2 separate regions of the Anas platyrhynchos genome follow, and region 2 is linked to region 1. A link is a contact called in public Hi-C data. All regions are on one chromosome and are shown on one strand. Each heading gives the region's core, a stretch centred on a gene start, on an enhancer-like site or on the middle of the called end of the contact. The rest is flanking DNA. Distances are from core to core; before and after follow the strand shown. Region 1 holds the start of ATAD1 (ATPase family AAA domain containing 1). Region 2 overlaps MINPP1 (multiple inositol-polyphosphate phosphatase 1).

Region 1 (5,818 bases), core at 2,468-4,967:
ACAACACAGAAGTTATCTTCCATGTCCGAAGTGCTATTATAGGAATAAAATGGAAAACAATTTCTTACATGCATGCTTAGTGGGTCTACAAGATGTGCAGCGATACTCATTTCGTATTCAGTAAGCTTGACATTTTTCACTCCAATTTGCTTCATTAGCTTTTCAGCCTAAGGGAAATAAAACACCAAGAAAATCAGAGGAACAAATAGATAACAATTCAAAAAATATTTTTAAAAGAACTGCTACTTGGAGTCTGAAGGTTAGAAATAAGAACTATACGCTTCTCAGTAAGTCACATTTGACAAGAAACTAGATCTTTGTGAAGAGGAAAGCTCTGCTATTTCCAAATGACTTGCTGTCACCTGAGCGAAACTAAATAACGTCTCAGTTCCCATCAAGTAAGTGTCACACCAACCCTCCCACTGCCCCAGACCTACAAGTCATTTATTATAACCTGAAAAGCTCCCAAAACAAACATTAACACACTGACTTTGCTGATCAGAACAGGGCTGGCACACAGGTAACCTCAGTACACTTCCATAATATGTGTGAGTTTCCAAAGCTTATAGAGACATGTTACACTTAAAAAAAAAAAAAAAAAAGCAGCCAAGGAGTCCTTAATTCTTTACAAACTTTGTATAGGATTCAGACAAACTTCACGTGCTTATATTACCTTCATATCCCTACAAATAACACACGTGCACACTTTAATGGAAAATATCATTTTCCATTAAATTCCATAATTCCAAATTTGGAATTTCCAAAATTCCATAAAATATCATTTGTGTCACTGTAAAAAGCAAACACCCAACCTTCTGTCCCCAACACCACTGTATCATTGACAGAGAATGATGTATTTTCAAGGAAAAAAAAAAAAGATACTGCACAGAGGCCAGTCATTTTTTCTATGTATTCAATGTGTTTTTTTCCCCAACTTAAAAGGAAAAGTCATTTATTGTGTCAACACACTTTCACAACTCAGTTTCTCTTTACACTCAAACTTGTGGTTAGGTCTGACATGATTTTGGGATATTGCAGCCTTATATAATAGCTGGCAGTAGCACAGATTGTGAAAGCTGATTTTTAAAGTGAAATGCCTAAAAAGGCATTTGTACAGCAGTGTCCCTCACTGTCATGAGTAACTACAGTTCCTGGCCCTGCCAGTAAGTTGCCAAAAAGCAGCAGAGAATTAAGTTATTTCTGGTCAAGGTTTTAAAAAGCAACTGAGAGCATTATTTAATGCAACTGCTGCTTAGCAAAGCTGTCAGAAGAGGTATTGAGACCACACACTTGCACATAACTAGAGAGGCAACACAGAACTGCAGTTCAGCAGTTTTTCTATAACTAAAAGCTAAACACTTAAACTTGTTGTAAGATGTAAATACTGAAAACACTAATAGCCTGGATCCTGATATTTATTAAAATAAAATACACATCTAGTTTTGTTGATTACTTCAGTGGTTATTCCCAGTCCAGTTTACAGTTAGCAGATTTCTCTGTCTGAGCAGTAATAAATGAAACAGTATTTCACAAAAGTACTTACGAATAAAATCCTACCTGTTTCTGAGCTTCTACTTTTTGCTTTCTGGTCGGATCAATAGCATCAACCATCCATTTAATGGTAAAGTATGTTACAGCACCAAATATCGTTAAACGAAAAATTAATCCGACCACTTCATTCCGGCTCAGGGGACGTGAGAAGGTTTCAGCATGTACCATTTTGCCTTTTAACACTAAACAAAAAAAAGCAATGGAGAGAGAGAAAGGAAAAAATAAAGTAAAACTGAGAAGATGCCTACCTTAGTTTTCATAAAATGGGGTTTAAATATATTTCCAGGCAGACAGAGAGCATGAAGTTTACTATGTAGTTACCATGAAGTACCTCAACAACAGCACAGTGCCAATACATAAAACTGGGTAAGGTTAAAGTATGCAGCACTAAGTATAACGATGACATGGTTTCAGTTCCACTTCCAGGAAGCAGAGGACAAAGGACAACAGCAATCTGAGGCCCAATTTCTTGACTGATTACATACAAAATGGTCTCCATCTCAGTCTTCCATTAAGAAATCAGCATTTCTTTCAGCTCCATAATACCTTGCCAAGAAAGATCACTTTATTTCAGCGTCAAGCTTGCAATCCCATTAAAACTGAAATTATCTGACTGTTATTGGCCTAAGAATGCTAAGTCATGGAGACAAAGATAAATACATTACTTAAGCTAACTGTTGTGTTGTTTTATTTTTTTTTTCCTAAGAGGAAGCTTTAAGGAAAGGCACTGAATTGTCACATTCAATGAAGATTGACAACTTCTATTCAGATATAATGAGGTTAAGAGCTGGAGCCTGCACCTAGCAGAATGTATTTGTAGTCTTCCGTGTTAATAATAACCCTGGAAAACTGAAAAGGCTGGATGTGGCACAGAGTTATCAAGGGAAAAGGCTGGCTGCTGCACCATCCAGAACGTATAACACCTTCACATTACAGTAGTGTGCTGCAGAGATAAAATTCTTCTTAAACCATACAAAAACGCCTTAAAAATTGGGGTCCTCTTCCCTTAACCTACTTTCCACTCAGCTCGTGGGTTTCCATACAAGAATGCCCACAGTCCTACTCATTTGCTGCCTGATTTTCCTGCTGCAAGGGCAATTCCTTTTGGCAGCTTTATCCATTCCTTGGCTGACCTCCAAACCGAGCTGTCAGCCAGGGGAAAGCTGGACTACCCAAATATCCTTGAATTCCCCTACTCTTGGCTAGTAGTCACATTACGTTGACTCTGTGTTCAAGTAATGGCAACACCAGTACCATACCACGGACTTTCTTTGCAAAAATTCAGCGTGCTGGAATCAGGAGAAGCATCCTGATACGTTCACCCAAGTCAGTCAAAAGCTCACTGCTATATTCCAGCAGTGACCACCAAAACAGTTTTGGTTTTGTTTTTCTAACACCCTTCACCCCCTGTCTAGAAATTTAAAAAGTTAAGATCCTTTCTGCACGTATCTACTTGGAAACCAAATAAAATTTGTCTGTTTATCATCTAAGCAAGCCATGAAGCCAGCAGATTTAACACGTTCTATTAAGCGTGATTTATTAAAACAAAAAGGCTATATATTCACTGAGCAACAAAACTGGGCCCCAACACCCCTCAAAACATCCAAACCAACCAACCAAGCCAGCAAACAGCCCCACCAACACCACGTCTCCCACGCAAGCCTCGCCGAACAGCCATTTTAAGGGAAAGGTTACGCTCAAAACCCTCGCCTCAACTTTCCCGGCGCGTCCTCTCCTCAGCGGCGGCTGCGGCACGGGGAAGGCGCGGGCAGCGGTCGGGCTCAGCTCGCTGCCTCCCCGCACGGCTGCCGGCACATCCCCACCCTCAGCGGGGTCCAACGCCTCCCTCCTGCCCCGCGCCCCCCGTGCCCTCACCGAGAAGCTTCTCGGCCGGATCGCGGCACCGGGCCCGGGCCCGCCGAGGACGCGCCGAGGGCAGCGGGAGGGCCGGGCCGGGCCGGCAGCCGCGACCTTGGTGCCGCCGAGGCGGCCGCGGTGCCGCTCGCTCACCCACCTGCCCGCCCCCCCGGGCCGGTGTCTGCGACGCGCGGCTCCCGGCGCGGCAGCGGCCGTACGGGGGAAGGAGGAGGAGGAGGAGGAGGAGGAGGGGGAGGAGGAGGCGGCGGCGGCGCGGCCCCGTGGTTCCCCGCTCCGGCCGGCTGCCGCCGCCCCGCGCAAAGGTTCCGCCCGCCGGGCAGCGCCGCTAACGGCCGGCGGCGCCGCGGCCCCCTCAGGGCGGCGGCCCCGGTTGGCAGCGGCCCTCGGCTCCTCGCTCGGGTAGCGCATGGTCGTGCTGAGCGTGGGCAGTTCACGGAAATTCAGCTTTCTTCACGCGCCTTGCAGGCCCCTGTCCTGTCACGTTTCGAGTTTTTGCCGCAATTCAATGTCCCCTGCCACAGAACGCCACGGGTGGCCAATAAGCAAGGCAGTATGGCACAGGAGGTCACGGCCATCATGCAATGATAAAATGGCACAATTGTCCAGTATATACAGATACGGATATATAAAAACATATAAAATGACAAAAAAAAAAATGTACGTTTAACAAATGGTTCAGTTTCTGAACTGTCCTCACTCCTAGAGCTATCAGTGTAGATGGGCCACCTGAATTTTGAGATACACACGTTTACAGAAAAAAAAAAAAAAATCTTAAAAATGTGTAGGAAATAGTAATCTTGGAATCATTCAAGAAATAAAAAATTCCACACTATCTCGGTTCTGAACTGACTGGTAAAGAAGTGAATAAGCAGCCTAACCAGGAAGTACAAAATATCTACCTAAAATAAAACTGGTTAGGAAGAGCTATTGATCAGTCGGTTAAATAGAAGGTATGTGCTGCAGCTTCCCAGCACCAGGGCAGTGTTTTCCTGCAGGATTGAGGCAATTGAGGGAGCTGGAATCAAGCTGGGACGGATATGCAAGAAAGCCTGCGTCAGGATGGGAGTCCAGCCAAGTGCCTGCAGAGGAACCCAGTATTTCCAGAGGCTGAAATGTCCTCCATCCATTAAGAAGCTATGGTGGTAATTATTCCTATATATTCCCAGTGATGTCTTTCATGTCGATTCCATGTTAATTACTTTATACATCCTTTTTTGTTGTTTTCCCATTACGTGGCCTGATTTTTTGTTCTAACTTTTCTTTAAACGCTATTCTACATCCTGTTGCATTTGACAATTCTCACTTTTCCTGGCTTATAACCTAAGCTTTTTTTTTTTTTCCTCCAGTACTTGCTTTTTCTTCCTGCTGCTTTCAGATTTGCTTTCTGAAGGATCAGTTTAAACTCCTCCCATAATAGCAGAATAACCCCAAGCCCTTGGAGCAGCATCTGTTTTCAAAAGGAAGCCATTTGTTTATCACTGAACTTTCATAGCAAAGATGTGTCTTTATCTTGGAGAAATGTTGTTTGGATAGGACCTCAGGAGGTCCCTTGTCCAGGGTAAAATTAGGGAATGTACAACCATATCTATACTTTCACTTAGAAGGTGTATGCAAACAGAACAACCCAAAGCTTGCAAGTTAACATCAGCTGGCTGATTTCAGATGCTACTGGGATACATCAGAACGAAGACCATCTACATTTAATAATTAATCAGCAGTTTATTTAGAAGTACTGAGGCAAAATACTTTCAAAAAATTCCAATTTGCATTGCAAATGAAAATAGTAACTTCAAACAATGTATCAGGAAAATGTTGAGAAAAAGGTTAAAACAAGGAGATCTTTCTAGTGAATGTGATTACGCAGATGTTTTGGCAACTTGTATTTTGTTGTTGTCTACCCTTCTGCTCTTGCATCAATGCCCCTGAATTTTTAAAGCCTTTCAGTCCCACCTTTATTTTTATTATTATTTCTTTTTTTTTTTTTTTGTGATACAGCCTTATGACTTTGTTTTATTCTTACCTGTAATTCATATATTGTTCAAGGACTTGATAACAAAATTCAGCTAGCTCACTTGGAATCCTATTTTGTTTTTCAAGAGCTTTTTATATAACAGTAATTTTCTTATGAGGCATTTTTAACTGTCATCCCTTGTACACAAATGCAGGAACTACTTCACCTACAGACAAGTCAACTGTGTGCCTACTGGGTACAACAGCCTGTGGAACAGATCTGCTGCTTCTGGTCTTTAATTTCTTCTTCACTGCACCTGTTCTATGTAGTGTCACCTCAGGTAAAGTATGTCACAGCTGATCTCTCTCTGTACTGACACCCAGTCATTCTCTGCAGTGACCCAAGTGGGATGTGATCTGCCCCGTCGAAACCATCTGA
Region 2 (5,818 bases), core at 2,182-4,681, 80 kb before region 1:
GCTTTCTGTGATCAACCCTGAGTTGAATTTAATGCAAATAGAAGTAAAACATTTCCAAACGTAATGACATTAGGAGGGTTTGGTTTATGAGAATTTGTAATAGAGGAAATAAAATGCTTAATAGAGCAGTATTACTGTAAAGGGTATATATATTTTTTCTTCCATTGATGTTCTTGCGCACAACAGATTTATTTCCATATTTTAACCTATTGATCTGAACAGGCCTCCAAGGGACAGCCAATTACTGTGTCTGACAACGTATTCTTTGTGTTGTGCACAGTTTGAGGAGAGGCCATTGAGTTAAAACAATGAACTTTCTGTTCAAAAAGTCTTCATTAAAACCCATTTGTGGTACAAATGGGAGGACTCTGTGTCGGAAAAAGTCCCTGTGATATATATCCTGTTTTCTTGTTATTTAAGCTCTTTGGCATGAAAATCTTTCTTTCTTTCTACATATGTTTGATCTGAGTCTCTTGCACTATTAAAGCTTTCTGTTCAGATTAAAAATAAATAATTAGACCAAAGCAGTCCAAACACTTGGTGACTCTAGAGCAGAACCACTGGTTGCAGAATCCACAAGTCTTGATCTATAACAGCAAACCAGCCTTTGTCATGCCTACTTCTTTTTAACTACAGAAGGGCAAACCTCTGGATGGTATACTCAGTGCCTTGTAGAAACTGGAGAAGGACTCTTCAGTCCTGAAGCTGTTGTAAATGCCTTAAAGATAAAACAAGCAAGTGTCTTCAAAGGATGGTGGTCTGACAAAGTGGTTTGTATTCATGTAGTTACATGATTTGGCAACAGTCATCCTGTGTCAGTGGAGGATGAATAGCAGTGGTACTCCTTCCGCTAAGTTGTGCAGCCCTCGAAAAAACCTTTCTAGTGCCATGGGTATAACTGCTCGTACACTTCCTTGGGAATTAAAAATGTGATGCCTGTGCTGTTTTTGTATATTGTTTAGTCCTATCAGCTGGTATCAGTCAGCAGTAGCGACCTGATGTGGCATGGAGAAAACAGCATAGAAAACAAAGGCTTCAATTACAGTTTGAGACGTTTATGTCACAGAATTACCTGCATTTGCTTTCACATGCCAGTAATATATTTTTGGAGGGCTACTTTAGGTTTAAATACAGTGCATTCATATGAGAATGAATTTACAACCTGTGTGAACACTTGTGATTCAAAGGAATTACAAATTCATAGCTTAGTGATCGACCACGTGAATTAGTACCTCAGTAGGTAACTGTGGAAATGTTTACCAAGGTACCTAAAATCAAGCACATGATATCAAGATTGTATAAATATTGTACCTTTAAATAGTTTGTAGGAATCAATGTATGAGTAACTGTAATTTATAATAAGCAAATTCAGCTTTGAATTGCAAATATTAGATATATGCAGCAGAAGTTCTTGCATTCCTAGCATTCTTGGGACTTTACTTCTAAATTTAGTATATTAAAGTAGATCTACATAATACCCAGGAGAAAAATACTATTTTTTTAATATATATTTCAGAAAGCAAAGCATGAGTCACTGATGTTTGAGGATGAATGTATGTATTTTTTTTGCTTGATAACACTTTAGAAAGCACTTTCTTTCCTTTCAGTTGTCAGATTGAAATTACAAGTAGCATTGACACTTTGGAGTAGAGGAATGATCCATACAGTTGTGGATTCTCCCTCCTTGGAGGTCCTCAAAGGCCACCATGGCACAGTCCTGGGCAAGCTGCTCTGGGTTTTCTGTGATGCTGATCATTTCACAGCAGAGAGGACTGCAAAGTTGTGTTCCTTCAGATGTTTGCCGACTGAGGATCCAAGTTAGATGTAAGCAGTGATAGAAGAACCGTGTATTAAGACAGCTGAAGCGTAATTCTCAAACTCATGCTTGGCTTTTTTGCTGTGCTTCCATGCTGGATACAGAGAGATGCGCTATGTTGATCACCAGAGTGTGGAGTTGCAGGAAGGTGGAAGTTATGCTTTATACACAGCATGGTTTCTTTGATCTAAAGCGGAGTTCTCTCTCAGAAAAACAAACCAAATACTATCTAAATTACTTTCTGGGATTCAGGTGGAAAATCCGACTGAGGTGTCCTTTTTAACAGAGCATCAGCTTAGTAAAGCGGGAATTAAAAATGCGCCTTTTGAGATCTACATGCAGGCGTTTTCAGTGCTAGCACCCATGTTGGTTCCTTGATCCTGCTCTAATGAGCACCAGGAAGGGGCTGTCCACGGCTAGAGGTGAGGGCTGAGGAGGGCAGCACGTAGCCCTCTACCTTTCTGAATCAGTGCTGTGCTGCGCACCAGCCAGCACAAAGGAGACAACCCTGTTCATTTTGCCATGAACGGGTTAAAATGTGGCAGTTGAAAGCATGAAATAAGGTTGGTTTTGGGGACTAGTTGCTGTGGGGGAAAGGTGGGCAGCAGGAGGTGGCTGGGGATGGCAATCCCTCTGCAGCCAAGCTGGCTTAAGACATTGTGCTGTCAAATGATTGTGCTGGCATTTGGAAATCCAAGGCTGTCAGAGTCAGTGATCCCTCTTGTTTTGATAGTGGTAGAGTCAAAGCCGTGGTTATTTTAGATTGCCCTTTAAATAAACCTTCCCTGCATCCTTTCTTCAGCCTACCAGGGAGCTAAATAAAAAATGCATTAGGCTGCAGGTCATTAGCATCCAACTGTGAACAGATTGACTGGCACACTGCTGTGATTGCCTCTGTTGTACGCTGTGTCTCTGCCTCTATGAAGACAGAAAATAAGAACTGGGAATAAGAAGATGAAGTGCGGGTTAAAAGAAAAGCAGACAAGCAAAACTCTCAAGACCCTTCCGCCTTAATGAAAAGTGAAAAATAACTTCTTAACATAGCTTGACTCGTGTGAGGAGAACAATCAGTTTTGTTTGCTTTTAGTGTATTTACTCCTTGAACACTGACAGACTTTCAATCCTTAAATTGCAGTGGCTTTTTAGAAAGTAGCTGTGTGCGTTTTAACTGTGTATGTGGTATCTCTGTTAGATTAATAATACTAATATTTTTTAAAAAAGTTGTAGTTGACAAAATCCATATCTGCACTTGTGATTTATTGAGCAGTAGATTAGCAGTCCCTAAATTACAAGAGCAGAACCTGGGGGAAGAGCAGGCAGCGTACTAAAGGACAGAGATATTTTCCTCCTGCCTTTCAACTTTGGCTGCACAAGCTCCATCACAGCATGTCAGTCTCTTTGTTGTGTTGCTGCCCCAGAGGGAAGAAGGTAGAGAGTTCATGTGTGGGTAATGAATAGGAACCCTAAAAATCTTGCAAAATCCAAAGCTTGGCGAGCAGTCTGTTTACTGCGTCCCTTCCAAAGTGGTAACTGAAAACTTCCGCACTGTCTTGCACAGAAGGAGCATGTAACCTCATCCCACGACATTAGGTGGCAGTCTTAAAGCACTGAAGACTTGATCTGAATTGGATAGCCTGTGCACTTAAAATTATATGGAAATCTGCCACGGCCAGTGGAGAACAGCTTGTATCTCTCGTGGTCTAAGCGTAGAGGTGCAATTAATGCTTTTTCACCTAAGGAAAGAGACTTATACAGGATCCTGCAGCAATTTGAGAGTACAGCTTAGAACAAGAAACTGCACAAATGAAAAATATGCCTGTATTTTCAACAGTAGAAAATACTTGGTTGTGCTGGTTGCTTTTTATTTTTAGCGGTACAGCGCAACAGGTTAAATACATCTGCAGCAGTTTATTACTCAGAAAAAGAACCTGTGTGGTGATGAAATGTCTCGTTTAGCTGTGTCAAACACCGATTTTAGCTCTGTTTTGTTCTGCAACTGTAAGAATAATTTGACTTCCAGAACCTTGTCTTTGCTCCAGCTTCTCCCATCTTTCTGAAAAGTTTAATTTGGGCTATCCAGAAGCAGAAGGGGAAACATTTCTGTTCCAGCAAAAAGTTAAAGCATCTGAACTTGCCAGTCTGTTCTAGTTTTGTCAGTGGAGAATGGTGCTGGCAGCTCCGCATTTTATTGCATACTTCAAATACTTATTTTTAGTAGTTGTGTCCTGTTTTCATTCCTAGTTACAGCTGAATTAAAAAGAGTTTCTACTGTAACCCCTTCCGTGAAGCTTTTCTTGACTTTGCAATCTGATTGCTCACCAGCCTTCAAGTTATTTGCCTAATTTGCCACATTGTTAAAGCTCACTCTTCTTTCTTCTGGAGAAAACATCTGCTGGTGACTAGTCTACCCTTAAGAAAATGACAAAAATCTCTCCAATTTTCAAGATTTTGACTATAAGACCATCAGAGGGTTGGCATTTGCTGAGCCACCTGAGTTACAACTTCAGTGTCTTGGACTCGAATGTCTAGTGTCATTTCAGATGCATAGGGTTATCTGACTTTTATCCTACTTGCCAGCCTTTTAGGGATACTTTTTATGTGAAGGTATCTGCAGTGCTAATAAATATCTGTGGCTAATAAGTCCCACCATCAATTTGCAGTGAAAAAGTTTTGGACGTTTGAGGATCTTTAATATCATATATTCCAAGAGAATAGTTGTTTTAAACCACCAGTATTCTCCACTGTGTAGGTCGTGCTGTGCAGCAAGGTGGCTGTGAAGGCTGTGAAAGGGATTTTCACTGTAGACTTACTCTTGTCAACTGTCCCCATCCGGAGGGCCACTGGAAAGATACTGCAGCACCTGTTGGTGCTTAGGAGCTGGGGCCTGACACTGTGTTTACTGATAGTTGTACTAGTGATCACCTACTGTCAGCACACTCATGCAGGGACCCTATTCTTCTGCATCCTCAGTAGCAATAAAATGTAAATATCCAATAAAGGTTAATTCTTTGGTAGAAAACATGTTTTCCTTGAGGCCTTACCAGCATTGTAATAGGGTATTCCAGGATGACATTCCTCCATGCCTCTTTGCCTGTCTGTAAGGAAATGTAGTAGTCACGTTTCTAGGGTGAGGTCAGGGGCTCTATTCCTTAAAAATCATCTTAATTAAAAAAAAAAAAAAAGTATAATAGGAGTTGACTGTAACTTTAAACCAGGTGAGTTGTACTCAAATGGCATAGTTGAGCAGTTGTCCAAGTCCGTAAAGCACTTCATTTTTGTGAAGTTTCTGTTGTTTTTTTTTTTTTTGTGAAGTTTCTGTTGTTTTTTCCCCTCTTCTGGAGCCTTATTGAAAGTGTCCCTACTGCTTATTATAAGTAGAAGGTGTTGTACCTGCAAAACTGCCAGGTAGCAATGCATATGTTCATGCCCACTTGCTGTTGTGCTGCTGTGTAAGAATCCGTGCAAGGCTGCTCTTAACCAGACAGTGTTTTTTTGAAGTTACTTGTTCAGTTTGCCAGAGATCTGGTTCTGGGGCAGGCTTTGTCAATGGTATAAAGAGGAGCAATCAGTGAGTAGCTCTTTGCCTTGGAAGAAGCTTTGAGTTCCTTGTGGCACATCTGTGGGCCCCAGCATGTCTCCAACCAGTGAAGAGCAGCATCTGGAGACCCACGCCCTTTAGGATAGGTGCAGAATGTCAAACTAGTAATTAGGAGAGAAGCATTTTGTTGCTGTTGCTTTGGAGCATTCCTTAAGTGTTTGATACGTTCTCACTTCAGCATCAGTTCTGCAAGTTCTGGATAGTTAAAGACCAAAACTTGTTAAGATTATCCCTCCTAGCATGGTGCTGATCCTAGGAATAACTGTACCCTGAATCTCTTCTATACCTGTTGATTGACCCAGCAACTTTTCAATCTGTTAGCCAAGCTTCACAGTAGTGAAGTGTGAGTACTGCTCTGCCAGTAGGACCTGTGCCTGTTGGTGAGATGTCAGTGTTTTGGTATT

What was found. A called contact is a pair of places that touch in the nucleus more often than the background predicts.
Region 2: a contact with region 1 is called in a Hi-C map of subcutaneous adipose tissue, with 1.9 times the contacts expected there. The contact joins the enhancer-like site here to the promoter of ATAD1 in region 1. A contact is called at or near these places in 5 of 8 Hi-C or Micro-C datasets (F1 follicle, liver, skeletal muscle and 1 more).

The regions. Positions count from the first base shown.
Region 1 is chr6:4,194,229-4,200,046 of IASCAAS_PekinDuck_T2T, reverse strand. It overlaps ATAD1 (ATPase family AAA domain containing 1), which reads right to left and starts at 3,717. Exons shown (of 10, transcript XM_027460421.3): 1 at 3,566-3,717; 2 at 1,558-1,733; 3 at 69-167. The coding sequence starts at 1,719. It overlaps LOC140002862 (a long non-coding RNA gene), which reads left to right and starts at 3,652. Exons shown (of 3, transcript XR_011810413.1): 1 at 3,652-4,086; 2 at 4,425-4,571; 3 at 5,595-5,818.
Region 2 is chr6:4,274,199-4,280,016 of IASCAAS_PekinDuck_T2T, reverse strand. The region is part of intron 4 of MINPP1 (multiple inositol-polyphosphate phosphatase 1); the gene reads left to right. Among named protein-coding and RNA genes, the nearest start is that of MINPP1, 6.7 kb to the left of the region's middle. Within about 2 kb of position 3,431, at least 1 of the 8 cell types and tissues checked has an H3K27ac peak or open chromatin away from gene starts, as enhancers often do. A contact at or near this core is called in subcutaneous adipose tissue, where this site is marked.